Linked DNA regions of Zea mays: regions 1, 3, 4 and 5 are each linked to region 2. The links are chromatin contacts, called in public Hi-C maps. All regions are on one chromosome and are shown on one strand. The core of a region is the stretch at or near the end of the contact, and the rest is flanking DNA. Distances in the headings are between cores, read along the strand shown. Region 1 holds the start of LOC103650470 (pyrophosphate-energized membrane proton pump 3). Region 2 has its middle 67 kb from the start of LOC103650473. Region 3 has its middle 45 kb from the start of LOC100277930. Region 4 holds the start of LOC100277930. Region 5 has its middle 7.9 kb from the start of LOC100280399.

Region 1 (5,776 bases), core at 1,811-4,310, 270 kb before region 2:
TATCAGTGAGCTGAATTGAGGCAGTTTTTATACCTCGGACATTTCTGGAGGTCCTTCGTCCTTAGCAAGAACCCACTTTGTAAGGTAGACAGAGAAGAATAGACTGAGAGTACATATACAGAACACAAAGACCAGAATTGGTGATGTACTAGCTCCCACATACAAAACACCACTGAAGACCAAAAGAGAAAGAATAATCACGGCACGGGGATTTACCCTCATCAACAAACGGAAGGCCTGTATAGCAACCAAAATAGACAAAATAAGAGACAAACGTAAAATATTTGACAGTTGCTCGTGACATGTTAAAAACAGTGTGTCGAGATGATCAATCAGCAGAAATGCACACTTCAAGATTTTTTTTATTTATCAAAATTTATGACATGAAATATCCATAAATCATACAAGTTTGAAACATAATATAATGAATCAGTGCATATTTCGATAGGAAAAAAAAAGCGGCTGTCAACCAGTGTTGCCTAAAGTACTTCAATTCAACTCATTTGAAATCCCATTATAAAGAATATAAGAGTGTTACAGTGGCCAGCTCTTTTACCTGAATGACCATTTTTGGAATATGAGAAAAAGAGGATATCTTTTAACCTACCCTGACTTGCGACTAACAGGATTTCTTTAATAGATAGGACCAAAGTCAGAAAGGCTTTGTTGTCATTATTGATGAGAAAAAAGGGATATATTTTATTTGGCTACTTTATGTATAAATTTCAAAGTATAAATATATAGTTAAAACAAAGAAAGATGGAAAGAAATGATGTAGTGTCCATAGTGTGCTAAATTGTTCTTTGGTGTACACTTTGATAACTGTCAATAAAAAAAACTCGACATGCAAGGGTAAGACAGTCCCCGAGCATTAAAATAAGAAGACCTTCTCACGTAGGTCGAGAAACCCCCCGAATCCCTGCCCCACCCATACACGGCGGCACCGTAGCCCATGTGAAACGACCTAGACCGGGCCTTAGACCTGTGCTTTGGAGTAGAATAGACGAAGGGATTTTCATAACCACAGCCTGAAATTCGCTACCACGAGGACTCGAACCCAGGACCTAATAAGTGCTACTCCATAGCCTGAAATTCGCTCCCACGAGGAGTCGAACCTAGGACTTATAAGTGCTACTCAGACCACCTAACCAACTCAGCTAGAGGTCCTTTCACGATAATTGTCAATAGCCATATACATTAAAACTAATGAAAGAAAAATAAATAAATAAATAAATAAATAAATAAACAGTGTGAATATTTCTTTCCCATCCAAAATAAAATAGTGTGAATATAGCAACAAAAACAGGGACATTCCACAATGCTTTGTTTCAGGACAAATACCATGTACTTGCATTTACTAGCATCAACATCAACATAGCCTTTTAATCCCAAGCTAACGAGAACGAAATACACACACAAAGTGAGCACATGACATATGAATGGATGCTAAGTTTGTCCTTTTCAATGTAGCCACAAAAGTCAGTTATGTATTTTTAAAGGTGGAGAAAGCTTAGCAATAGTCCATACCAGCGGTACAGATGATTTGCTTCGTACTGTTGAAAAAGCCCTTGGTCTTTCTTGATACGACCTTCCATTTTCCATGTCCTCTTCCATCATGATGGGATATGAATTTGCCCTCATTATTACTGGAAAAGGAACCAACTCCCCACCTTGGGGTAGGTCGCTCCCTGAGCCCTGGCGCTGATTTTTTTTTAGTCTATGTCAGACACCTCTCAAAATTAGTAAGCCCTGAAAGGTAAACACATCCAGATTTTCTTCAGCCTCAGTGACGAACTTCTCTTTGATTCAAAGGGTCCTTTTGCCGTCAAGTCTACAAGATGATATTAGCACGAAGCTAGGTATAGTGAATCTTCTATAGAATCACAATAATCAAACACAAAGTACAATTGTTGCCTAAAACATAAACTCCGGTTAAATAAAATAAAGTACAGCAACAGAGTACCAAGACACCTTCTATAATAAAGACAACTGAAAAGTATAGTCTTCATTGGACACACCTGAAATCTATGTAGCACAGATATGGATACACTCATACATGAACGTGGCATTTAGCAAAAATAGACAATACAGAGATATGTTTCAGTATTTGTTAAATGTTAAACAATAAGGCACGTAATTGTAATAGTGGCAGCAGCAGCCTATAGCTGGAAGGCTTTAGTTGGGCGAGATCTAACAAATAACAGATCTCTTCTCTGAAAGTTTGCACAGTTAAACATCTAGCAGAAAATATTGTTCAAACTTCATTTCTGCAATCAGGATTAGTGTCAGGTGATGAATAATTTTCAGGCAGGTAGCAGTTCTAAGTTCAGAGCGAACCAAGTAAGTTAAACATCTAGCAGAAATATTGTCTGCTCACTTCTGCGATCAGGACTAGGACTAGTGTCGGGTGAGGAATAGTTATCGGGCACGTAGTAATTCTAAGTTCAGAACCAGTAAATAAAGGGGTAAAACATCCTGTGTTCGTAACCACATGGATATAGAAACAACAGCAGACCGAGCAAAACTGACAGTAGTTCAATGTCTAGACTGTAGAGCGGGACATGCCTGACATGGCTACGGGAGAGGGAGCAGGGTGGGTTCTCACCGCTGCTTCACGACGGCAGGTGGCGGAGCTCGTTGCGCGCCGCGCGCGTGCAGGCGTCTGCGAACGGGGCTCCCGGGACGTCCGCGGCTAGCAGGCGGCGTGCGACCCCGGGGCGGATGTCGCCTGCTGTAGCTCGTGGCGCGGTGATGGATCTGGTCCTTGCCGCGGGCACGGGAATGGATCTCGGAGGAGGAGGCGGCGGCGGCACCGACGGGAGCAGTCGCCGGGTCACTGGAGAGGGGCCACCCCGCCGCTGGCGTCGCGCGAGGATGAGCGCGGCAGCTTGCTGGCAAAGCAGCAACAAAGCAGGCCGCGGATCTGCGAGGCGAGGGAGAGCTTCTCCGAGACACGCACACAAACAGAAACGGAGGCAGCAGGCATCTCCAGCGGACCGACGATCGTATTCCAAATATTTTGTTTTGAGAGAATTTGGTATTTGCCGTCACCACAAAACATATTCATAAAATTGTCATCAGTTCGACATTTTATAGACACGGATGGCCCCACAATTCATAGACACAAGAGTAATATTAACAAGCAGACAACGTTTCAAGTGATAGAATTTCAATTATTTCGTTTTATATACCATAGATTACGGCAACAACTAATATACAATCAGGTTTTATGTGCAAGCGTGCAAGCGAGGTTCCTGGTTCATTAGATTATGCAACAATATATCATATTTAACAATTAAATCATTCCACCGTCAGCTCGTATAGATTTATAAAAAACCCCTAACAAACCACGATCATGTCTACAGTTAGATCATGATCTAACGGACTAAAAGGCTCGTTTGCACTTGCATATAAGGTCTGATTGCATATTAGTTGTTGCTATAGATTACATTTTTTAAAGAGTGGAGTTTGAAGCAGTGGCGGATCCAGAAAGCCTAAAGGAGGGACTACTAAGACAAGTTTAAAATTTTTATTCTAAGTATTATGTTAAACCATCTTTTTTATGAAAAACTTATCCATCCTATCTCTATAAACATAAACATTAATTTTATTAACTAACCTAGTAAATAATTGATGAAACAAAATTAATTAAAATTACGATAAACAACTAACCTAGAGTTCTAGGCTGTTGCAGGCATGCAAATATGCTGGTGCTACTCTTGTGCCTGGTGGTTCACTGTCCAATAGTTCTTGTCTGCGCCTGGTAGGTAGTGCGCTGTACAGGCTGGATGCTGAACAATGGTTCTAGCTTGCTAGTTGCTAGTGCACTGCTTTTAGGCTGCTAGCTACTGCATGCTAGGTTGATGGCATGAGCTGCTCTTGCAGCACGGACAGGGCTAGCGCACGATGTTGCTGCATTCTAACGTAGTGCAGAGATGGGGTCGTGACATGGGCTGCAGCCCGGGCAGCCCCGGGTCTGAATCCACCACTAGTTTGAAGTAGAAAGTGGGAGAGAGTGAGATAAGTTTGTTGGAGATATTAATGGGAGGATGACCACGATGAAGATGGAAAAGAGGTGGACTATAGTGTGGAGTCTCTCCGACCCACATTACGAATTAAAATAAAATAAAATAAAATATAGGAACTATAAATTATTACATAAAAACTAAACATCTTCTAAATTCTAATATATGTCTTTTTCTTGTGGAGGAAAACTCCATTCTTACGAGTATTTACGAGTATTTCGTGGATATTCCTTAAAGAGGATGGATCTTGTTCTTATCCTTTCAACCAAAAACATGAAAAAGGGAAATGGCTCCATTCTATAGGTATACATTTAGACCGAGTCTGATGAGTTGATTCAAAACGCAAAAAAACATAGCTCAGACATGGCACGATCTGAAATATTTTAGATCGGTTAGACCGGCTCGATGCATCAAACTGTAAGTGGGCCGATATCACGGGCTATGGGCGGGCACGACTTACGACTTATTTAAGGCAGGCACGAAATGGCCGGTACGGAAAGGCCATATCTCTACTACTCTTAAGAAGATACCGTAGGCGTCCACATTGTCTGGCGCACGGTTCTGCCTGCCCCTGCCTCCGACATTCTCCCCTTGCCCCGCTCTCGGCCGCGCAATTCCAAGAACCCTCCATCATCGCCCCACCATCATCACACTATCCATCACTGCCCGCAATCATCGGCCCGCGCAACCACCCCATGCGTCGATGTCTGCCCCGTCCCCATCCCTGCGTTGCCCGCGGCCAGGGGGATCCACAGCCTTCACTGTGCCGCCGCCGAACCACACCTTCGCTCGCGGTGCCTCTGCCCCCGCTCTCGTCCGCCGCCACGGGCGCCGCATCATTCCCGCCCCTCCCTCACCCATCCCCTCCGGTCATCCCGCCACCCCCCGCGTCGCACACACCCCGCATCTGCTCTCCTGTCCCTTCCCCTCCAGCGATTTCGCCTCCCACCCGTGCTGCACACACCTCGCCATCACTTCTGTCCATCCCACCTCCCCCTGCGGTTGTGTGCTGCACACACCTCGCCGTCACTTATGTCCATCCCACCTCCCCCCGCGGTTGTGTGCTGCCCAGCCCATCTCCGCTCCTCGACAAGACCAATGGCGGCTGTTGCGTCCTCCGCTCTACACGCCGTTGGCGCCGTCGCCTCCGCCAAGCCCAGATCCGTCGCCCCCGGTATCTGTTGTAGCATAGGCGCAGGCCAAGAATCATTTTCTGACTTTTCTGCTTCTTGAGGTCACTTGGTTATTCCTGCACAACATTATCTGGACACGGATATTTATTTATTTGTTCCATTTTTTCATGGAGGCAGATTGATGGCGATGGAGGTACCTGTTTTCTGCCGTCCTGCAATGCAAGTGAAACTGCCTGCTGCTGCGCTGATCAACAACTCCCTGACCAAATCTGGGCAGCTTGGGACTGCATTGTTTGGTGCCATTTCAAAATACAGAAACATTTCAAGATTCATTTCTCTCATCTCTCAAACATCTACGAAGAACATAGGTCCATGTTGTAGCTTCAGCTCGTCTTCTGATGGTAATGGATACATGGCTGGAAACTCTAGCGAGAGTGATGAAGACTATGTTAATTCTACTGTGCTAGAAGCAGGTAATTCTTCACACAAGATGGTCTGCTTTTATATGGAGAATGCCACACAACATTCAAGTTTTACTTAGGCTTTATTTATTTGCTACTCTAGACTTAATTTTCCTATGTGATTAGTTGCTTGACATTCCATGTTCCACTCATTTGT
Region 2 (5,101 bases), core at 2,053-4,552:
ATTCCTCATATCTGATGGCATAACTAGTGCATCACTAGACACATTCAGTGTTGCAAAGAAACATGTTCTTCCTTGTTTCTTTGTGTACCTTCATCCGAGCTTCTTCATGTTGTGTATTAAACTCGTGCTTGTTCTTTTAGATCTTCAATGTTTCTTCTAATGTCTTATTTGATGTGTTGATCATCTAGATCATCCCTTTGCCTTAGTCCAAGTCTACTCGTGATTGCGTAAGTGCCAGTTGGTGGTTGGACGTTCTCAGTGATGACCAAAGAACACAACAAAACATTCAAATCAGCTAGAAATATGTTTGTGAAAAAACTTCCAAATTTAAAAATTGAGCACTTTAATGGACATGAAGAGAATGCTCAAACCAAAAACATCTCAACTAACTATAGTGATTGCATGTTTTGGAATTGTTCCTGGAGCATACATGAGTCCAACTAAACAAACCAATCGCAAAATGGTTACAAAAAAATCCAAAACTTCCAAAAATAGTGTTGATCACTCAAGTTATTTTCAGTAGCCTGAATCAAAGTTCCAAAATGCAAAATTGATTGAAATAGACTCCAATTGAGTTACAATTTTGCACACAAGTCCATATTGGAGTTCCAAAGGTGTTCATAAAATTTGACCTAAAAAATTAAACTTCAAAGTCACATCGAAAAATGCAAAATGTAATTGGGTTTTCTCAAAATGGCTTAAGCGATTAGAAATTTCAGCTTAAGATAGATCATCCAATACCACTTAGTGGCAATGGTTTCAATAGGTCCTTGCATGTTTCTGTCCAACCCAAATGACCTCAATAACTGAAATTCAAAAAATACTAGAAAAGATCAAAATGAAAAGCTCGATAAAGAAACTTAAAGGAAGAACTTCAAGCAAATAATTTTGTGCAAGGATTTACCACAGAGGTCCCTATGTGGTTAAGACCATTGTTCTTGATTCATAAAAACATAGATGCAACAAGTCCAAAGTACTTAAGGATCTCCTAACAAAAGAAACAAGAGAGGAAAACCCCAAATAGATGCCTAGAGTGATAGTTAGAGAGATGGTTCATTGGTGTAGCCCTTCCTTCTTATTTATAGAGTGCTTTTACACATTACTAAACTACTCCTAAATACATAGATATTATTCACTCATCCATGGACAAAATGGACCAACTCTTAATCCGTCAATCTGACGGCCACACTGACTTCATGAAGTTTCTTTGCCTTGATGTACACTCTGCAATGGCTCCACTTGCTACATCTTATTCCCTCCAAAAATGTGATGCTAGATTTTAAGGACAAACTCGTGAAACTATTATTGGATGGTTCTGAGGCTCAACTACCAAACCTCCATAGGTAGCGTACTCCATGCGCTTCCCCACATCCTAGACATGTGTCACACCAGTCCTCTATCACATCGACAACACAAATAGCACTGTCATGTCCTCGCGCTTGCTGATGACCCTAGGTGTCAGCCACCGTAGCTGGTCATCCGACTTCTCTAGTCTGTCAGCCAAGACCTAGTTCTTGTCCTTCACCGCTCTTGGTCCATCAGCGTGAAACCGCATGACCTTCACCTTCGCTATCAACCAATGCCTCCGAACTCCACACCTATACATCATAAGCCAAGAGACATGTTGCATACACATACATGCCCTAGTTAGTCAACACGACTCAACTCGAGATGCTACTCCGTTGAAAATCACAAATCACAAACTCAAACCACAGGGGCGCAATCAACCTTGTGTTTGCATGGGACTATCACAAATCTTACTGTAGTTCACCGAATGGCGCATTACGACATTAGCTGCTAGCTGCAAGGCTCCAAGACTAAAAAGATCCAACCATCGACTTAAATTCGAATTGGATGCTCTTGAGATGGGAAAACAGTTTGGCCAGCTCTATTTCACTGTTTGCGACACTCAATCACTTAGGAATCACAATGAAGATGAGTGGAGAGGCTTGAGAAGTTCCAATGAAGTATGTGTGTGTGTGAGAGAGAGAGAGCTATATTTTGAGCACTGGTGGGTGCTGATCGAGATGTTACCGCGTTGGGAGCCGTAAAAGGGTATAAATACCCCTCACCTACCTTGTAGATATTTTTAAGGGGCAACACTGCTAGGTTGGGAGAGATATTGACAGGGAGCGACAATGTCGCTCAAGCACAGGTTGTCTGATTGAACTGAAAGTTTATGGAAATATCCTTGAGCCTTTTTTGGTATGTATGGTGGAGTTTGAGCATATTATTTTGCATTCAAACTTGTGGATTGAATGTCCGCTGATAGTATGACTTTCCTGTACTCAAAATACAAAATGAAACTTAAACTCCTTAAGCAATTGGGGACACCACTACAGTGAATATGTGCATCTTTTTGTTTTTAAAAAATATATTAGCTATCTAGTTACATAATCATTATCACAAAAACTCATAATTAGGGTTCCATTGCACTTATAATAACACTTGTGTACATCATATTAAATGTGATTTGTGATATTGCAGTCTGATATACGCACTGTTATCGTAAAATAAGTTGTAGGCATACTCAAGACCACTATCAATATGTGTCTCGCCCCCTTTAGCCACGCTTGGGCATGCTAGAGTATCAAAAAGTACATATTTCTACAACAGGTACCAAATATGTTGTACCTGACAGTGTAGTCTCTAGTATTTATCGATATGATAGGACATATCTACCTCTAAAATAAGTATGTCTGTCACCATAATAAGACATCATCAATACTATCACACGACCAAAGACATAATATTGTGCACGACTCTATGACGAAACAAATAAGAGAGTTATTGGATCTATGCGAGACTAGATATGATTCGTTTTGGCCTTTTGTGCATGGTACCTAGCGCTGCAATATGCACATCGATAGGATTTGGATGGATCATGAGTGATTTGTTTACTAGCATTCCAAATGAAATTCTGAGGTCACGCGAGCAAACAAGGACGGAGGCAGCTGTATGGAAAGGTTTGGCAACCGCCAAACCTAACATTTATACCAAAGACTAGTATATTATGTGTATATGTACATGTACGTGAAATACAATACATGATGGCGGATACATGCACAATATTAGATGGATGTATAAGGAGAGATGTAAGGCAGTGGGTTACATTTTCTATAGTGTTTGTACGAGAGTCACACGATAATGAGGTGAACATCAGAATAATTTTTGGTGGTAACGTGATCCAAAAAGTTAAGTAGATGGTGTTTTCCTGTCTCATACTGTTTTAAGCTCAAACCAAACACAACGGGCTGGTCTAATATCTGGTGGCTGGTGGGCATGTTGTAGAGCTCATGGGCCTAGTTCAAAAGCCCACGATCCACGATAGAAGCCACGGTCTCGTAGTGGGTCTTCCTGGCCGATGGGCTGCTACATGTCCGTATATCTCTAATCTCTATCTCTAATGTCTAACTATATTTTGAGTTTCTTCGTATATGGTCTCCCCCAGCGAGTATAGAAAGGGAATAAATTTTCTCTCTCACACCGGATATCAAAACGTTTGGCTTCTACCACCACACTCGTGTTGATTAGTTCAACTAGGTCGTACAACAGAGATCTAGCTAGTTAACAAAGATGATGAATTGGTGTTCAAGCATCTCTATGTAGTCTTCAGTATTTTAGATGCCAATGTTTTTTTTACTTCTGGATTTGCGTACGTTGGAGTATTTGCTAATCACAATGTAATATCTCTATCTCATCTCTATATCTACTACTATAATGTGTGGGGGTTTCTTTGTGCGTCGTCCCCCTCCCACGCGTGTCCGCTAAGGCGAAAATTCGAGAAATCACGCGCTTGCTAAGGTTTAAACCCACATCGCAAGGAACAAACTAATGTCTCCTAACAACTACACCACTTGTTGGGTTGTGCTATATAAAGGATAGGTATTATAAATATATATACTAATAGTTTTAAAAAAATGTGACGGACCTATCGGCACCACGCGAGTCGAGAAGACGGTCCAGACATGACACGGGTCCATTTGAAATCATATCAGGCTAAGCCATGACACTATATAAAATGGGTCGTGCCTCCTCCCATTTTGTCATTTTAGTACCTCCACCCTCACTATCCCCAATCTCGAGAGCGTTAAAAAAAGCGAGAGAGAAAAGTTTATCTTGTCTAACCCCACACCATGTACTGCGTCATTCACATTCACCTAATCTATAAGTTTGGTTCATGTTTGAATAACTATCTCATTTAAGCAATGTCTCCTTATATGATATATAGATTCGCAGCGATGCATGAGCAACTAATTAGTACATATCTAGATAATGGTCTAGTGAGTCCTTACACTATACATTCATGGTTGATCTTTATAAACCCGCCATACCTAAAACTTGTTTCCTGCCTCCAAGACTGCAAGCAACCACGACCAGGGTCGGCTCTAGCCCTAGGCAGGAGGGGCGACCCCTAGGGCCCTAGCAACAAGGGGCCCCAATTTTTTAAAGACTAGTTTCAATATAGAATTTTATTACACAGTTTTTAAAAATACTATATTAATTTGTGTCTATAAAATCGCGTATCCTCTAGATGGAACTCTCTCTATCTCTCTTATTATTAAATTCTTATCGTGTCCTATAATACAATTATAACTCTCTATCTTCTTATTAAATTCTTGTTATGTCATCAAATTTAATTATATGGAAAGCTATTTAAATAAGATAAAACTCAAATAAAATCTCCACTTAGAAATGCCTATTATCAAACCAGCCTGCCCAATCGTCTTCTCCTGAAGGTATATTCATATATGCATCCCTGATTATATCATGCATCGATATATAAGTATAGTAGTATTTATTGGTATTTATTTTGCCTTATGAATTTAGTTCTACAAGGTTGCTTAAGAAGCACTTATTTGGTGCTTAAAAGAGGAACAAAAGAAAGAGAGATCGTAGCCTTAGGTGAAAGAATTTTTTCAAAGTTATTGTTGAAAAAATATTTAAGGTCAATTATATCACAAGAAAGATTAAATAGCTTGGCAACATGTTCTATCGAGAACAATATATTAAAAACATTGATTTAGACATTATTCTTATATATTTTGCTTCAAGAAATACTTGACAAAGTTGGTCCGATATTTCCCAGTAGTGTTCATCG
Region 3 (5,176 bases), core at 2,562-5,061, 330 kb after region 2:
TATCCTCATTGCCTTAGTCCTTGTCCATGTTGCATCCTTTGAACTAAAACATAAACACTAGCAAACAAATCAGTCCAAATGGTTATGTTGATCATCAAACACCAAAATCACTTAAGCAAATGGGCCACGGTCCATTTTCCTTACACCCCTCTTGGGACCCTTAAGATATTGAATCGTTCTTATATATGCTTATACTAAGTGGAGCCATGTGTGCTCGTTGTCCATGTGGAACCATGCGTTTGCAAAATTTATTGCCCAGATTATCCGTTTGCGTGCGAGATTCTTAGAGAATTGCATACAGTTGATCAGAATGAATCCCCAAAGAGTTTGGCTCTAAGGCTTTCAATGAATATTGTCTTGTTCTGTGCATAAATGTAGACCATTCTATACCCCATGTGCACACAAAGAATGGGCTCATATAGTCCTTAACTAAAAGAATAAAATTCATTGCTCGTCTACTTCTACAAGATAGCAGACTCCCAGCCAGTTGTTGGGGACACACAGTTTTGCACCTTGTCACCTTAATCCAATATAGATCATCTACTGCCCACTCTGTTTCTCCCCCACCAGTTAACGCGTGGTCAACAACGAGTGGTTTCCCATATGCGTAAATTTAGTTATGTTGTATATGTGTCGATATCATCACCCCAACATACATCTAGAGATCCCACCGAAAATTAGGGATATTTGTTGGTTATGAATCATTGTCCATAATCAAATATCTAGAGCCTAGAGCTAGGGGTATGTTCATAGCTCGGTACGTTGATAGCATCTTCGATGAAGATCATTTCTCGGTATTAGGGGGAGGATTGTACCTTAATAATAAAGAATACCAAGAAATTGAGTTGGATGCTAGTGGCATCCAATTGCTTGACCCACACACTAGAGAAACTGAACTTGAAGTTTAGAGAATAATACACATGTAGAACTTAGCAAATAATCTGCCATATGCCTTTACTAAAATAAGAGGAGTGTTGAAGTCGCATATTCGTACGACGAATGCACCAGAGAGAGTGGAGATACCCCTGTAGGGTGTGGACTCTGCTCGTACTTCCCATCCTAGGAAAATAGGGAGAAAACTGGATGATTTAGTATCAGCCAAGCAGGAATGCATGCAACAACAAGTTACTAAAGAGAATGCATTGTGCTTCCTTTCAGATTTTCTAGAAGTGACAACATGTACAATGTGAAGTTGCCAAGGGCATTGTATAGGCTTAAGCAATCTAGGTAGATGTGGTAGTATTGGCTCAGCAAATTCCTCCTGAAGAAGGGATACATAAAAGATAGAGTTTGCTTGTCCCTACAGATTGAACATTTCCCTAAAGGAATATTTCAACACCAGTCGACGTATAGCAAGACGGTACTTAAGAGATTTAATATGGCCAAAGCTCACCCTTTAAAGACCACCCATCCAGAAGACATTAAGTAAGCGTTAAGACTAACTTAGATATCTTTAAGGCACTTAGATCTTGATTATTTCCCTAGAAAAATTAGGACCCAAATTTGGTGGGATTTACAGGTGCTGGATATGCAAACAAAATCTAGTAGCGATGTCTACTAACCACTCAGAGATAATTTCTTTATATGAAGTTGCATGTGAGTGTGCTTGGCTACAACGGAAGATTAATCACATAAAACCAAGGGAGGTTTGCATCATCGTCCTTTTTTGGAGTGGCTGCATTCTATGGATATTTAGGAGCATCATGATCTCATATTTGGAGAGTTCTGCTTTCATATTTGAGTAGGAATTTTGGATCGAGAAGAACAAGGGAGGTTTCTGGAGAGAGTATTGAACACAGAGAGAGAGAGAGAGGTGATCGGAGGTACTGGAGCCACCTATCCACATGGTACTTTGTTTTTGTTTTCATTTTCCCGTAGTAAATGTACTCATTAGAAGGAGCGAGATGGTCTAACTAAAAACAGTTATTTGGGTAGGAATTTTCTTTTGTTCTTCAACAAGACAATAATCTGATCTTATACTCGTTGTTATTTTTCGGTGAACATTTAATGTATTTCTTTTGTTAATGAATTGGTTGTTGGTACATAACTAAAGTGCCATGTTTATATTGTAGATTTTACATTGTTGCCTATCTTAAGCAGATTTGGTGACTAGAGGTAGGTTGGAGATTGATTTCTGCTTTCCTGTTGGTTCATACAGCCTATTCTTCTTACTCTATTTGGGTCGATCGCATAAGCTAATCGGCCATAGAGGGCGTTGTTTTGAGAATATCCATGGTTGGGACATCAAATCGACACGGTTGGGACATCAAGTTTAGACGAGGTGACGAAACTCAAGCTCTCTATGATGCAGATTGATCGTACGCATACGAAGGACACATTGTGTGTTGATTCAATCCGTGTATATCCAAACATAACGGATATGAGGATTGAGAGAATCGACCAAGTATTAGGAGTATAGTCAAATAATTATTATATTCCTAATATGTTAATTGTCTTTATTTTAAATGTTATTTTAGTTCATTTGTTCGCTTGGAACGTTTCACATACAACATGCTTAAAAGTATTACTACTATTTAAAATGAGGTTTATTCACATGTGGGGGTAAGATCTGTTGTTACCTGTTGCTTAGTAGCTCTATGTGCTAAGTTGATTGCAGCTTCATGTGGATCAAGCCATAGTATGGTAGTTCCTGCATATAGAGTGCAAAAACTATTCTATTTACATTTTTCAAGTTGACTTCCATGACACATTAGTAGGACATGAAGTTCCTTCCATGACATACTTTTGGTTTCACAATGGCTACAATGAATGGATCAAAAAGTGTATTTGTAACGTGCAATGGTGACAAGAATATGAGCACTCTAATGCACCACCCTTTTGGTAACTGGGCTGATACAGTGAGGTACGTTATCTAAATGCCACACTTTAGGTAATACAAGTTCAACAACTAGAAAATCTTGAAGTTTATATCTATTTATTCTTTATTGATGCATAATGTATTCTCCAATGAGGCAACGACATAGAGACTTAGACTCTTTGATGTACCCTGCTGCGCACACTGCATCTCATCGATTCTTTTCTCATTTGTGTTGCTACAATCACTATTTCGCAAGATCGTCGTGGTCCTATCGGGAACGGAGATGCTCTAGCGAAGCTGGAGGACATGGTGGACGTGAACCTGAAGCTAAAGCTGACTTCTAGCCAATCCAACTAGCAGCAGCAGCAGCAGGCGGGGAGTGGATGCGCCTGCTAGAAGAGTGCTAGCTCCGCGCATACGCTCGCTCGACAAACGTGTGTTGGTAACCATTTCATATAGTGTTATAATTACTGTATTTTATTCCTGATGTTTGTTTTGTAGTTGAAACTCACATTGTTTTCTCATTTCTATCTCGATTTTGTATGCCGTGACCACGAAAGACCAAATGTTTTCTTGTGGTTTCTAAAAATACAGCTCTCGATTGTTGTGATTGTATGACGTCGCAACGCACAGACAATGACCTAGTATGATATATAATAACTGTAGCAAAGCACGACATATAATAAAACTAGAATCGGTCATTACTCCTGTTACGGTTTCGATTCGGGTGACAAAGGTAGCTGTCGCAGCCCACAGCGGTGGAAGCCCAAACAGGAGACGGCCCACGCGGACCCCGAACACGATCAGACGAGCAGTGCACGCGCATGCGAGCGAGAGGCCATGTGACGCGCCAGACGCGACGGAACCGCGGCCGAGGCGACGGCCCAGTAGTAAAGGCCAACGCTCGTCGATCCCGCCCGGCCGGACAGCCAGCGGTGTCCGCGGGCCTGGGCCGGCGCCCAAGATGATCCCGCACGAGCGCGCCCACGTGCCCGAGCCGGCCGTACCCGTACGGTAGGGCGTTGGCGCAGTGTGCAGGCGCAGGCAGAGCCACCGCGGCACAGCCTGGCACTGCGTCTGCCTCTGCCGCGGCGCCGTCGCTCCTCTACTGCATGCACATGTGATGCGCCCGTGCGATCTTCGTGTCGGTGCGTACGGTGCCGGAGCGTCGCTTGTGTCGTCAACCTCTGTGTGTGTGGGCCCGGTCATCCTTATTCTAGGTCAATCCACAAAGAGTGTGCAGGTCGTCCACTCGTACACCAGACCGAGCCGACCGGGTCCGCGTGCGGAACGGGTCGCCGCCCGGGACGGTCTGGCCGTCAACTCAAATCCTCGGAGGCTCGGACTCGGCTCTCCTCCTGAGTCCGGATCGGTCGAGGCCCACCAGGGTGGGTGCTGCGCGCGTGCTCGGCGACCGCAAACCCATGCGAACGGGCACCGCCTGCGCTGATTTTTTTATTATTTTAGCATTTTTAATTAAAACTTTACGGGGATGTTTGGTTTAAGGAATCACTACATCCAAATTGAGGTGGTGCATCATGGGTTCATTCCTCAAATTTGGTGTGATAACATTATTCCTCATATTAGTACTAACTAACTACATATTAGGAATGAGGTGGTGATGGATCAACTCATTCCATTCCATAAACCAGATAAAAATAGTGAGGAGTGGGAAGATGATGGACTAGCTCATTCCTCAAACCAAACACTCTATACGTTTACAGAGACTAGTATCATGTTTGATCCTAGTCGATGATGTAGTGAGCTGTAACATCCACACTGAATGGCTCAACGTCATAAGTCATAGCACTGTGTACCTCGTGGCGTACACCTCGGTGCTAAAGATCTTCACGTCGAGCTCAATACCACAAGTTTTGGCTCCAAGCTTCTATATACCTATAGCTACGACGTCATTTTCTCTTTCGCTGTTGTTGGCGCTAATCTGGACGTCAATCACTGTGATGTGTATAGGCGGCGGTGCTCTTTGCGGCAGCATGGATAATCCGCGACTTAGGGCCGAACAGTCCGCGACCTGGCGCAAAGACGGTTCTTCCTTTCGGTGGAGCTGGACGGTCCCGTCTATTGGCTGGATAGTCCGCGTGTGCGTAGGGGCGACGGCGTTCGCCATTAGCACCTGGATCTCGCTCCCGGGAGGGACCTCGTCGGAGAGGAGAGATCCTAGGGTTTGTCTTGGGGTCGGCAAGACACCTAAGGCGTCTCGAGACGATGTAGAGTCGTCAAAGATAGGTGAAGATTGAGGTGAAAAAGACTGTGTTACTGTCTACTCTAGGACAAAAGGTAAAGAATGGGAGATATATTTTTATGCATTAATAACTTAACTAGTAACTTAAGTAGTTA
Region 4 (5,356 bases), core at 473-2,972, 280 kb after region 2:
AATTATTTGTATTTTAATATATGCAACTTTCGTACTTAATTTTAAAATATTAGACTTTATATCTGTTTGCTTTGCCGAATTTACTTCTATACATATAGTTGTATATAAAAATTTTGTTACGCTACACCCTATATGAAAAACCTAGATCTGTCACTGGTTTAGTCACAGTGTTTAATCGAGATTAAAATATCTCTTACTTATTGAGGTTAAAACCTCTCTTACTTATTTGTGTGCTTGCGCGTATTATTATAGTTGTACCAAATGGGCTTATAGTCTTTTGACGTCATGCTAACTATGTTTATGATGCGGCCGCTGCCATGTGTACAGGAGAAAATAAGACCTATAGCACTTAGATATGGATACTCGATTATAAAGACGAAGGGGAGCATCGGATTGACAGCCCATGCTTCGTATCGGGGCTATCGGACCTTGTGTTTTATGGCCGAATATAAGTATTATAGTTATGTTTGTGTCAATGTTTAAAACGAAAATATAATGCAGAATCACTCTCTAAATGCATCATAACTCGGGTCCTCGAAGAGTATCTTTGTGCTTGTTTGGATGCACGCAAATAATCAATGAACTGGACCAATTAAAAATCATATGGACGCGACAAAACATAACAAGACGTACACAAGGAACGGAAATATGGAACGGAGACACGGGGAGCTTAACGCATGCATGCGTCAGGGGAAACCCGGGGCGTTGCCGGCGAGGAACGTCTGCGCGAGGCGCTCGTCGCGAAACCCGTCGGCGGCGGAGTTATCCGCGGCCCAGACGAAGATTCCATGCAGCCTCCCCTGGCGGCGCAGCTCCCGGCACGCCCTGAAGAAGCCCTTCCCGGGGCGCAGGCCGCCGCTGGCGGGGTCCGTCCCGAAGCTGACGAGCACCTTCCCCCCTCCGCCGGCGCCGGCGTACCGGGCGCTCTGCTCGTCGTAGTGGGCCAGGAACTCCGGCACCGTGGTGTTGGACGGGTACGCGTAGAACTGGAAGTTGACGTAGTCGAAGTCGCGGCCGTAGCGTCGCCAGAGCTCGGCGTAGTGCGCCTGCACGTCCGGGTTGGCGAAGGGCGCGATGGAGGCGAAGGAGATGACGCCGCGGGCCCGGAGCGCGCGCACGAGGCGGCCGACGCACTCGGCGAACACCTCGGGCGTCTCGCGCTCCCCGAAGTGCTCGTAGTCCACGTCCACCCCGTCGAGGCCGTAGCGGGTGAGGATGGCCGCGAGCGACGCCACGGCGTTGCCGACCCAGGCGTCGACGGAGGACGCGCGGAACGTGGCGTTGGCGCCGAACACGGTGTCGCCGCCGAGGCTGAGCGCGACGCGGGCGCGGGAGGAGGGGCACTTGAGGGCGGCCACGGCGGCCGGGGTGAGGTTCGCCTCGTCCCAGAACACGGCGAAGCGGCCGTCCGTGGGCACCGGCGGCGCGGAGGCGTTGGTGGCGTTCGCGGCGTAGTCGATGGCGAAGGAGAGGATGAAGTGGAAGTCCACGCCCGGGTGCACCGGCACGTCCGCGAACGTCACGTTCTTGCCCTCCGCGCCGATGTACTCGCGGAACAGAGGGCGTGCTGGCGACGACGGTGCCGCCCAGCTCGCCGCCGCCGCTGCCGTGGAGGCCGCCGCGACTACGAGCGCAGCAGCGATCAACGGGTGAAGAGAAGCCATGACGACGGTAGGAGGTCAGCCGACGACGCTGGCTAGAGATGAAGAAGCATTGACGTTGGTTTCCAACGAATATATAGGAGCGCAGAATCTGGCAGGTCCAGGTGAACTGGGACTTGACCAGGTCAGTAGCTAGTACGTGTTGGTGAGCTGTGTGATCGATCGAGCTGCTGCCGCCTGCAGGCGGTGCACTCAACTTTGGCCGGCAAGTGTATGTGGCAGACTCTCATTCCAATGCAAGCACATTCACCTGTTCCTCCCAACCCTACGTATGTTATGGCCTACAGCTACAGCCTACAGGCCGGCAGCGTGCAGGCGAGGCGACCACGAGTAAAGCTAGACCAGGGACCGTGTGAGGACGTGTGGCAGAGCTTCACACCCATGCTTTTCGGCTTCTGACCAGAGATGGCCAAACGGGCCGCCCGGCCCGGGCCCGGCCCGCCAGACACGGTTAAGAAACCGGGACAGGTCTTCTAAGCCCGCGGGCTTGATTCTCTGTCCGAGCCCGGCTCGCAGCAGGCTTAAACGGTCGGCCCGTTTAGCACGAAAAAGCGGACCGAAAACAGGCTAAGCGGGCCATAAAGCACGTTTTAGTGCAAAAAAGCGGGCTTAACGTGCTTAAAGGTAAACGGGCCGTGCCGGGCTAGCCCACCGTGCCTAATTTCCTATCCGAGTCCGGCCCGCTTATTCGTGCCGGATCGGCCCAGACCCGTATAGAACCGGGTCATGCCGGGCTCGGACCAGGCCCAAACAGCGGGCTTCGTGCAGGACTCGCGGGCCTAATGTTGGCCATCTATACTCTAGCCCGATTCTGACTGTTTCAATCTGTTTTTTTTTACAGTTAAACGATTCTCTTTTGAGTTTGGTTTTACGAAAACCATTTTTTAAATCACTCGAATCAACGTGAATGTAAAATTCATTGAGTTGTCATAACCGGAGAAAACCACCGCTTTCTAAATCCTAAAACATGTAAATCTTTTTATCGTCATATGTATGTAAGCCCGTGATAGCTAGATCATTAGTATTATAGATTCTCGAAAAGCTGTCATATCGAAAGGAATAGCATTTAACCAAACAAACGTTAAAAACATCAATTAATTATTTACATTAGAAGTTGTGAGCTTTAAGAAAACTACTCTCACCATCCTACTTTTCTTTGAAGAATCAAATGGAATCACTCTACGCTACAGAACTAGAGAGCGGAGCTCTTCTTAACGACATCTTAGTAGTTTATATTGTAGTGTCTGTCTGTCTCCATTCTAAGAAAACAAATGAGAATGACTTGTATTATTATACGGACGACGATCCATTTTGAAGCTAGTACAAGCTAAAACTAGCTTTACAAGCGGAGTCAAAAGCAGCTTTTTCTAAAAGCCGATTTTTTTGTAGTGCAAAAATGAAAGCACATCTAGACCTGCTTTTAGCAGCTTTTAGTGGAACTGTGAAAATATATATAGAAGAATTTTAGCGACTTTTAGTGGTTCTCACCAAACGATTTTTAGTTTTTTAGCAGTTCACAGCCCACAACAGCATTTTTCACAGCTCACAGCCCACAACAGCTTTTTTACAGCCACAGCCCAACCAAACAGACCCTAAAGTTAAACCCTTTTAAAACCCTGTCAAAGCTCATAGGTTTTTTTTTGAAAAAAATGGATAAAACGATTTCTTAGGGCTAGTTTGAGAACCTCATTTTTTCAAAGAATTTTCATTTTTCCCAAGGAAAATTAGTTCATTTTTTCTTAGGAAATAGAAATCCCTTGGTAAAATGGAGTTTCCAGAGTAGTCCTTAAAGCACTTCTAATAGTTCTCAAAAGTCACACTCGGTCTTGGTGCTTTAGAAGGATTAAAAAGATATTTGTATCTGTAACACCCCTGGTGTTATAAGAACTAAAACTTGAGCATGACATCATATGCATTTACATGTCATTATGTTTGTTACACCTAGAATGCATCCACTAGGCTAAAAGTTCAAAACAAGTGTGATGTGATGACTTGAAGAGCTTCTTAACCCTAGAATAGGGTACTTGACCAAGGAATAGAGGTGTATGGGTGTGTGTAATACAAAATTGAGTGTTATCTCCAAAGTTAGTGGAAATGTTCATAAGAGACTAAACTTGATGGATTTGAGTGGCACACAAACCCTAGAATACCCAAAACCCTAATAAGAGCCCTAAAAACCCTAATTTGTGCCTTATAAGGTGATTTGAATTTCTATAAATTTTTGGACCAAAGTGCATTTATCAAAGTGGTAGAATATCAAAAACTAAACAACTTTTACATTGGAAATTTTCAAGTGATGCGGAACAAATTGGAGTAAATTGTAAAACTTTCCAAAGCACCTATATGGCTAACTCTGAAATCACTGTGATTGGGCTGACTTTGGGACCTTGTATTTCTTAATCTATGGAGATTCTGCCCCAAGTCATTACAACAAAATGGTAGAGCTATGTTAGTAGTTCAAGTTTGATTAAGTGACTAAGCCTTGGTGCTCTATGGAAAGAAGAGATGAATGGACCTAAAGTTGGGCTGTCAGTCACCACTGAAGCTGAAATTCGACTGTCCGTGAACTAAGATGAACTTTGAGATCGATTTTGAATAGGATCCAGTGGATGTTTGATCGAGGTTGCTATAACAAAATCAAAGCTGGTTTGTAGAAGAACAATTTTGCTACAGATGGATTGGGGAGTTGTTACATGAAAATTAGAGAACGGGGCTCCTCAACTTGCTCGGTCAAGCGCTCTGAATGGAGCTCCCATGGTACAGTGACCTGAAGAAGATCACTGATTCAGTTAATCTGTCGCCGCCGGAGAACTTGCGCCATGATTCACGCCGGCCACCGCGATCCGTGCCATTGTGAAGTGGATAACCGTGGCGGGTGAAAAGATCTTGGGTGAGGAGAACTTAGGATTGAGCTGGATCACCGCCTGATAGTCGCCTAGAGGGGGGGTGAATAGGGCGAAACTGAAATTCTCAAAAATAATCACAACTACAAGTCGGGTTAGTGTTAGAGATATAATCAAGTCCGCGAGAGAGGGTGCGAAACAAATCGCAAGCGAATAAAGAGTGTGACACACGGATTTGTTTTACCGAGGTTCGGTTCTCGCAAACCTACTCCCCGTTGAGGTGGTCACAAAGACCGGGTCTCTTTCAACCCTTTCCCTCTCTCAAACGGTCCCTCGGACCGAGTGAGCTTTCTCTTCTCAATCACTTGGAACACAAAGTTCCTACAAGGACCACCACAAGATTGGTGTCTCTTGCCTCAATTACAAGTAAGTTTGATCGCAAGAAAGAATCAAGAAAGAAGAAAGCAATCCAAGCGCAAGAGCTCGAAAAAACACAAGCAAATCTCTCTCACTAGTCACTAAAGCTTTGTGTGGAGTTTGGGAGAGGATTTGATCTCTTGAATGTGTCTAGAATTGAATGCCTAGCTCTTGTAAGTGGTTGGAAGTGTGAAAACTTGGATGCAATGAATGGTGGGTGGTTGGGGGTATTTATAGCCCCAACCACCAAACTAGCCGTTTGGTGGGGCTGACTGTCGTATGGTGCACCGGACAGTCCCAGCCACGTCACCAAAGCCGTTGGGTTCCGACCGTTGGAGCTCTGTCTTCTAGGCCCGCCTGGATGTCCGGTGGCGCACTGGACATGTACTGTAGAGTGTCTGGTGCGCCAGTATGGGCGTGCCTGACTTCTGCGCG
Region 5 (5,722 bases), core at 295-2,794, 460 kb after region 2:
AATGATACTCATGTTATTGAGAACAAGTCACGACCTAATTTAGGAACAAAGCACAAATTTTGAACACCATGTTCATGTAACATGACCACGAAGTTGAGATCTAGTTGTTAAAAATTGTATAAAACACAAAAAGTCAGAAAATCATGAAACTTGGTCGAGATGTTATGATACCATATGTAGAGGGTGTGATAAAAATTAGACATTGTTTCATGAAAGTTGTCATATCCGGGTATGAGCACGGGTACAAAGTTTTACCCACGGGTATGGTCACGGTTGGGTAGGAGTAACCCCGTGGGTATGGTCGTGGGCGGGTATTTACTCTACCCGACCTGAACCCGACCCATTGCCATTCATATCCCCATGTTGCATCATCTCTTCTTGTAGCTGAATCTGTAATATTTTGTCATAATGTTACGATAATGCAAAGAGAAGATATATAATAATAAATGAACGACGAATAGGTAAGGAATAATATGGAGTTCATGTATTTGATGCTATGAGTTGTCTTGCCGAGATGGTATGATTGGACCTAGGCTCGTGCTCTTTGCTCACATATGAGATAAGTAGGAGTGGAAGACGTCTTTGCCGAGAGCCATTTTATGCCGACCGTTTGGCTCTCGGCAAAAACGATCTTCACCGAGTGCTTTATTATGGTGATTATTTCATTTGATAAAGTAAGTTTTTGTTAAGTGTTCGATAAATTACATTCGTCAAAGAGTCGGATTCATACGTTAGTCGTGTTGGTGCAAGAGGCCGGGAATCTATCCACCGTCGTGCAGAAGTACTAACCCCAAGTAGGGGTGGATATCGAGCTGGCTCGGCTCGACTCGACTCGACTCGAGCTGGCTCATTAAGATAACGAGCTGGCTCGACTCGACTCGTTATGTTAACGAGCTAAAGATCCAACTCGGCTCGACTCGTTTGCCAACTCGAGCTGGCTCGTTTAGCTCGCGAGCCAGCTCGATAATACCATGTCTAGTGTCTACGAACGGATATAAAAACATGTAGCAAAAGAAAACAAGGAGATCTATTTAGAAAAAAGAATAGAGTTTGCAACTTAAGATTCCACACTCAACAAAGAACAGGATTAACTATAGTAGAGTACAAGATTAACTATTTTGGATCGGAGATTATTGTGATTTGACTAATTACTCTAACTCGTTTGGCTCGCGAATCAGCTCGCGAGCCAGCTCGAGCTGGCTCGTTAACGTAACGAGTTGAAATACAAGCTCAACTCGTTACAAATTATAAACGAGTCGAGTCGAGTCGAGCCACTGTCGAGTCGAGTCGAGCGAGTTAACGAGCTACAAGTTTTTGGTCAAGCCCTAACCCCAAGCAAAGCAACGTACGGTCGTACCCCGGTTGATGGATAGTTGACGGTTTGACACTCTAGGTGATGGGCTGGCAGCGGCAGGTCCTGGCACCGTGTCGCCGGCTCGCCGCGCACATGCTGGGTGGATGGGTGGCTGGGCTGGATGCGACTGCGACTGCGACTTGATGGACCGGCGGACCGTGTCTCCCCCTGTCCAGCCGGCCCAGCCCAGCCCAGGTGTGCATGCGGTCTGCATACGACACTGCACGGTCTCGTGGTCGCATTGCTCAGTCTGTAGTACGGTGTGGAAGTACGTGGCAGCTCGACGATCCACTGCAGCCGGCAGCATGCACGCATTGACTTGTCAAAGTCAGCGAGATGTACGTCGGTCCGGTCCTCCTCGGCCCTGTACATACTACTAGTCTACTACTCGCAAACTGTACAATAATTTGGTCTCTAATACGCTCTTATTTTTCAAAGCTTGTTTTATGCTTTGTTGCCTACCTTTAAGGTGATATTTATTTTGCTATTGATATATACTACTTATTAAGGCTGTAAGGGTAGTCTACCGTTCTGCCTTTGTGCAATCTCAACTGTCCGACTCGCATGTGTCAATCTACACCGTCCGACTGCTACGGGCTCAAACTCTGTAGCGCGTCCTCCACGGAACCGCCCACGCCGCCGCTCCCTTCCTCTCTATCACCGCATCTACCAGCGCACTCGTGCCTGCTCCCCCGAACCCGCCTCAGGACGCCCTCCGAGTCTCCGACCCTCCCGTATCGCCGCAACTTTGGCCCCCGTCCCATCCCCGACCACGTCCATCGACTCCATCGTCCACCGCCTCCACAACCTCGGCCTCGCCTCCTGATAGTCGCCTAGAGGGGGGTGAATAGGGCGAAACTGAAATTTACAAATATAAACACAACTACAAGCCGGGTTAGCGTTAGAAATTAAAACGAGTCCGCGAGAGAGGGCGTGAAAAACAAATCGCAAGCAAATAATGAAGTGTGACACGCGGATTTGTTTTACCGAGGTTCGGTTCTTGCAAACCTACTCCCCGTTGAGGAGGCCACAAAGGCTGGGTCTCTTTCAACCCTTCCCTCTCTCAAACGGTCCCTCGGACCGAGTGAGCTTCTCTTCTCAAATCACTTGGGAATCAAACTTCCCGCAAGGACCACCACACAATTGGTGTCTCTTGCCTCATTTACAAGTGAGTATGATCTCAAGAAAGAATGCGAAAGAAAAGAAGCGATCCAAGCGCAAGAGCTCAAATGAACACTACAAATCACTCTCTCTAGTCACTAAGGCTTTGTATGGAGTTGGGAGAGGATTTGATCTCTTTTGGTGTGCTTTGCAATGAATGCTAGCTCTTGTATAGTGGTTGGAAGCTGGAAAACTTGGATACCATGAATGGTGGGGTGGTTGGGGTATTTATAGCTCCAACCACCAAACATGACCGTTGGTGGAGGGTGTCTGTCGTATGGTGCACCGGACAGTCCGGTGCACACCGGACATGTCCAGTGCGCCAGCCACGTCACCAATGCCGTTGGATTCCGACCGTTGGAGTTCTGACTTCTGGGCCCGCCTGGATGTCCGGTGCACACCGGACATGTACTGTTCAATGTCCGGTGCGCCAGAATGGGCGTGCCTGACTTCTGTGCGCTTCTGGCGCGCATTGAATGCGCCTGCAGGTGACCGTTGGCGCGAAGTAGCCGTTGCTCTGCTGGTTCACCGGACAGTCCGGTGTACACCGGACATGTCCGGTGAATTATAGCGGAGCAGCCGCTGCGTTTTCCCGAGGCTGGCGAGTTCTGGAGGCCGCTCTTCCTTGGAGCACCGGACACTGTCCGGTGTACACCAGACAGTCCGGTGAATTATAGCGGAGTGCCTCCGGAAATTCCCGAAGGTGGTGAGTTTGAGTTGGAGTCCTCTGGTGCACCGGACACTGTCCGGTGTACACCGGACAGTCCGGTGCCCCAGACCAGAGGTGCCTTCGGTTGTCCCTTTGCTCCTTTGTTGAATCCAATATTTGATCTTTTTTTATTGGCTAAGTGTGAACCTTTTACACCTGTATAACTTATACACTAGAGCAAACTAGTTAGTCCAATTATTTGTGTTGGGCAATTCAACCACCAAAATTACTTAGGAACTAGGTGTAAGCCTAATTCCCTTTCAATCTCCCCCTTTTTGGTGATTGATGCCAACACAAACCAAAGCAAATATAGAAGTGCATAATTGAACTAGTTTGCATAATGTAAGTGCAAAGGTTGTTTGGAATTGAGCCAATATTAATACTTACAAGATATGCATGGATTGTTTCTTCTCTTTTAACATTTTGGACCACTCTTGCACCACATGTTTTGTTTTTGCAAACTATTTTGTAAACCCTTTTCAAAGTTCTTTTGCAAATAGTCAAAGGTAAATGAATAAGATTTTGCAAAGCATTTTCAAGATTTGAAATTTTCTCCCCCTGTTTCAAATGCTTTTCCTTTGACTAAACAAAACTCCCCCTAAATGAGATCCTCCTCTTAGTGTTCAAGAAGGTTTTGATATATCATTTTGAAATACTACTTTTATCCCCCTTTTGAACACAATAGGAGACCAATTGAAAATATTCTTTGAAAAACTAAGTTTTTGAAATTGGTGGTGGGTCGGTCCTTTTGCTTTGGGCTCATACTCTCTCCCCCTTTGGCATGAATCGCCAAAAACGGAATCATTAGAGCCCTTGAAGTACTTTCTTCTCCTTTGGTCATAAATAAATGAGTCAAGATTATACCAAAGACAAAGTCCTTTTGCTCTCTCCCCCAAAGATGGAGAGTGGCACGGAGCGACGGCGACGGATGAGTTACGGAGTGGAAGCCTTTGTCTTCGCCGAAGACTCCAATTCCCTTTCAATACACCTATGACTTGGTTTAAAATAGACTTGAAAACACATTAGTCATAGCATATGAAAGAGACATGATCACGGTATACAAATGAGCTATGTGTGCAAGTTAGCAAAAGAAATTGCGCGAATCAAGAATATTGAGCTCATGCCTAAGTTTGTTAAAAGTTTGTTCATCAAGTGGCTTGGTAAAGATATCGGCTAATTGATCTTTAGTATTAATGTAAGAAATCTCGATATCTCCCTTTTGTTGGTGATCCCGTAAAAAGTGATACCGAATGGCTATGTGCTTAGTGCGGCTATGCTCGACGGGATTATCCGCCATCTTGATTGCACTCTCATTATCACATAGCAAAGGGACTTTGGTTAATTTGTAACCGTAGTCCCGCAGGGTTTGCCTCATCCAAAGCAGTTGCGCGCAACAATGGCCCGCGACAATGTACTCGGCTTCGGCGGTGGAAAGAGCGACCGAATTTTGCTTCTTTGAAGCCCAAGACACCAAGGATCTTCCCAAGAACTGGCAAGTCCCCGATGTGCTCTTTCTATTGATTTTGCACCCCGCCCAATCGGCATCCGAATATCCAATCAAATCAAACGTGGATCCCCTAGGATATCAAAGCCCAAACTTAGGAGTATAAGCCAAATATCTCAAGATTCGTTTTACGGCCGTAAGGTGAGCTTCCTTAGGGTCGGCTTGGAATCTTGCACACATGCATACGGAAAGCATAATATCCGGTCGAGATGCACATAAATAGAGTAAAGAACCTATCATCGACCGGTATACCTTTTGATCCACGGACTTACCTCCCGTGTCGAGGTCGAGATGCCTATTAGTTCCCATGGGTGTCTTGATGGGCTTGGCATCCTTCATCCCAAACTTGTTTAGAATGTCTTGAGTATACTTCGTTTGGCTAATGAAGGTGCCCTCATGGAGTTGCTTCACTTGAAATCCCAAGAAGTACCTCAACTCCCCCATCATAGACATCTCGAACTTTTGTGTCATGATCCTACTAAACTCTTCACATGTAGATTTGTTAGTAGACCCAAATATAATATCATCAACATAAATTTGGCATACAAATAAATCATTCTCAAGTGTTTTGGTAAAGAGCGTAGGATCGACCTTTCCGACTTTGAAGTCATTAGCAATAAGGAAATCTCTAAGGCATTCATACCATGCTCTTGGGGCTTGCTTGAGCCCATAAAGCGCCTTAGAGAGCTTATAAACATGGTTAGGGTACTTACTGTCTTCAAAGCCGGGAGGTTGCTCAACATAGACCTCTTCCTTGATTGGTCCATTGAGGAAGGCACTTTTCACGTCCATTTGATAAAGCTTAAAGCCATGGTAAGTAGCATAGGCCAATAATATGCGAATTGACTCAAGCCTAGCTACGGGTGCATAGGTTTCACTGAAATCCAAACCTTCGACTTGGGAGTATCCTTTGGCCACAAGTCGAGCTTTGTTCCTTGTCACCACACCATGCTCATCTTGCTTGTTGCGGAAGACCCATTTGGTTCCTACAACA

What was found. A called contact is a pair of places that touch in the nucleus more often than the background predicts.
Region 1: a contact with region 2 is called in a Hi-C map of leaf, with 5 times the contacts expected there. The contact joins the promoter of LOC103650470 here to the enhancer-like site in region 2. A contact is called at or near these places in 3 of 25 Hi-C or Micro-C datasets (ear, leaf and tassel).
Region 3: a Hi-C map of tassel shows a contact between it and region 2, with 2.7 times the contacts expected there. The contact joins two enhancer-like sites. A contact is called at or near these places in 3 of 25 Hi-C or Micro-C datasets (bundle sheath, ear and tassel).
Region 4: a contact with region 2 is called in a Hi-C map of ear, with 2.7 times the contacts expected there. The contact joins the promoter of LOC100277930 here to the enhancer-like site in region 2. A contact is called at or near these places in 2 of 25 Hi-C or Micro-C datasets (ear and tassel).
Region 5: a contact with region 2 is called in a Hi-C map of tassel, with 4 times the contacts expected there. The contact joins two enhancer-like sites. A contact is called at or near these places in 2 of 25 Hi-C or Micro-C datasets (ear and tassel).

What each region holds. Positions count from the first base shown.
Region 1 is chr3:119,565,736-119,571,511 of Zm-B73-REFERENCE-NAM-5.0, forward strand. LOC103650470 (pyrophosphate-energized membrane proton pump 3) reads right to left here and starts at 3,061. Exons shown (of 15, transcript XM_008676058.2): 1 at 2,606-3,061; 2 at 1,528-1,831; 3 at 34-237. The coding sequence starts at 1,641. It overlaps LOC103652143 (bifunctional nuclease 2), which reads left to right and starts at 5,256. Exons shown (of 2, transcript XM_020550874.2): 1 at 5,256-5,631. The coding sequence starts at 5,340.
Region 2 is chr3:119,837,024-119,842,124 of Zm-B73-REFERENCE-NAM-5.0, forward strand. No RefSeq gene overlaps it. Among protein-coding and RNA genes, the nearest start is that of LOC103650473, 67 kb to the left of the region's middle. Within about 2 kb of position 3,303, at least 14 of the 20 cell types and tissues checked have an H3K27ac peak or open chromatin away from gene starts, as enhancers often do. A contact at or near this core is called in bundle sheath, ear, leaf and 1 more, where this site is marked.
Region 3 is chr3:120,162,885-120,168,060 of Zm-B73-REFERENCE-NAM-5.0, forward strand. No RefSeq gene overlaps it. Among protein-coding and RNA genes, the nearest start is that of LOC100277930, 45 kb to the left of the region's middle. Within about 2 kb of position 3,812, at least 17 of the 20 cell types and tissues checked have an H3K27ac peak or open chromatin away from gene starts, as enhancers often do. A contact at or near this core is called in bundle sheath, ear and tassel, where this site is marked.
Region 4 is chr3:120,118,670-120,124,025 of Zm-B73-REFERENCE-NAM-5.0, forward strand. It overlaps LOC100277930, which reads right to left and starts at 1,723. Exons shown (of 1, transcript NM_001367300.1): 1 at 557-1,723. The coding sequence starts at 1,664. The coding sequence ends at 687.
Region 5 is chr3:120,302,202-120,307,923 of Zm-B73-REFERENCE-NAM-5.0, forward strand. No RefSeq gene overlaps it. Among protein-coding and RNA genes, the nearest start is that of LOC100280399, 7.9 kb to the left of the region's middle. Within about 2 kb of position 1,545, at least 17 of the 20 cell types and tissues checked have an H3K27ac peak or open chromatin away from gene starts, as enhancers often do. A contact at or near this core is called in ear and tassel, where this site is marked.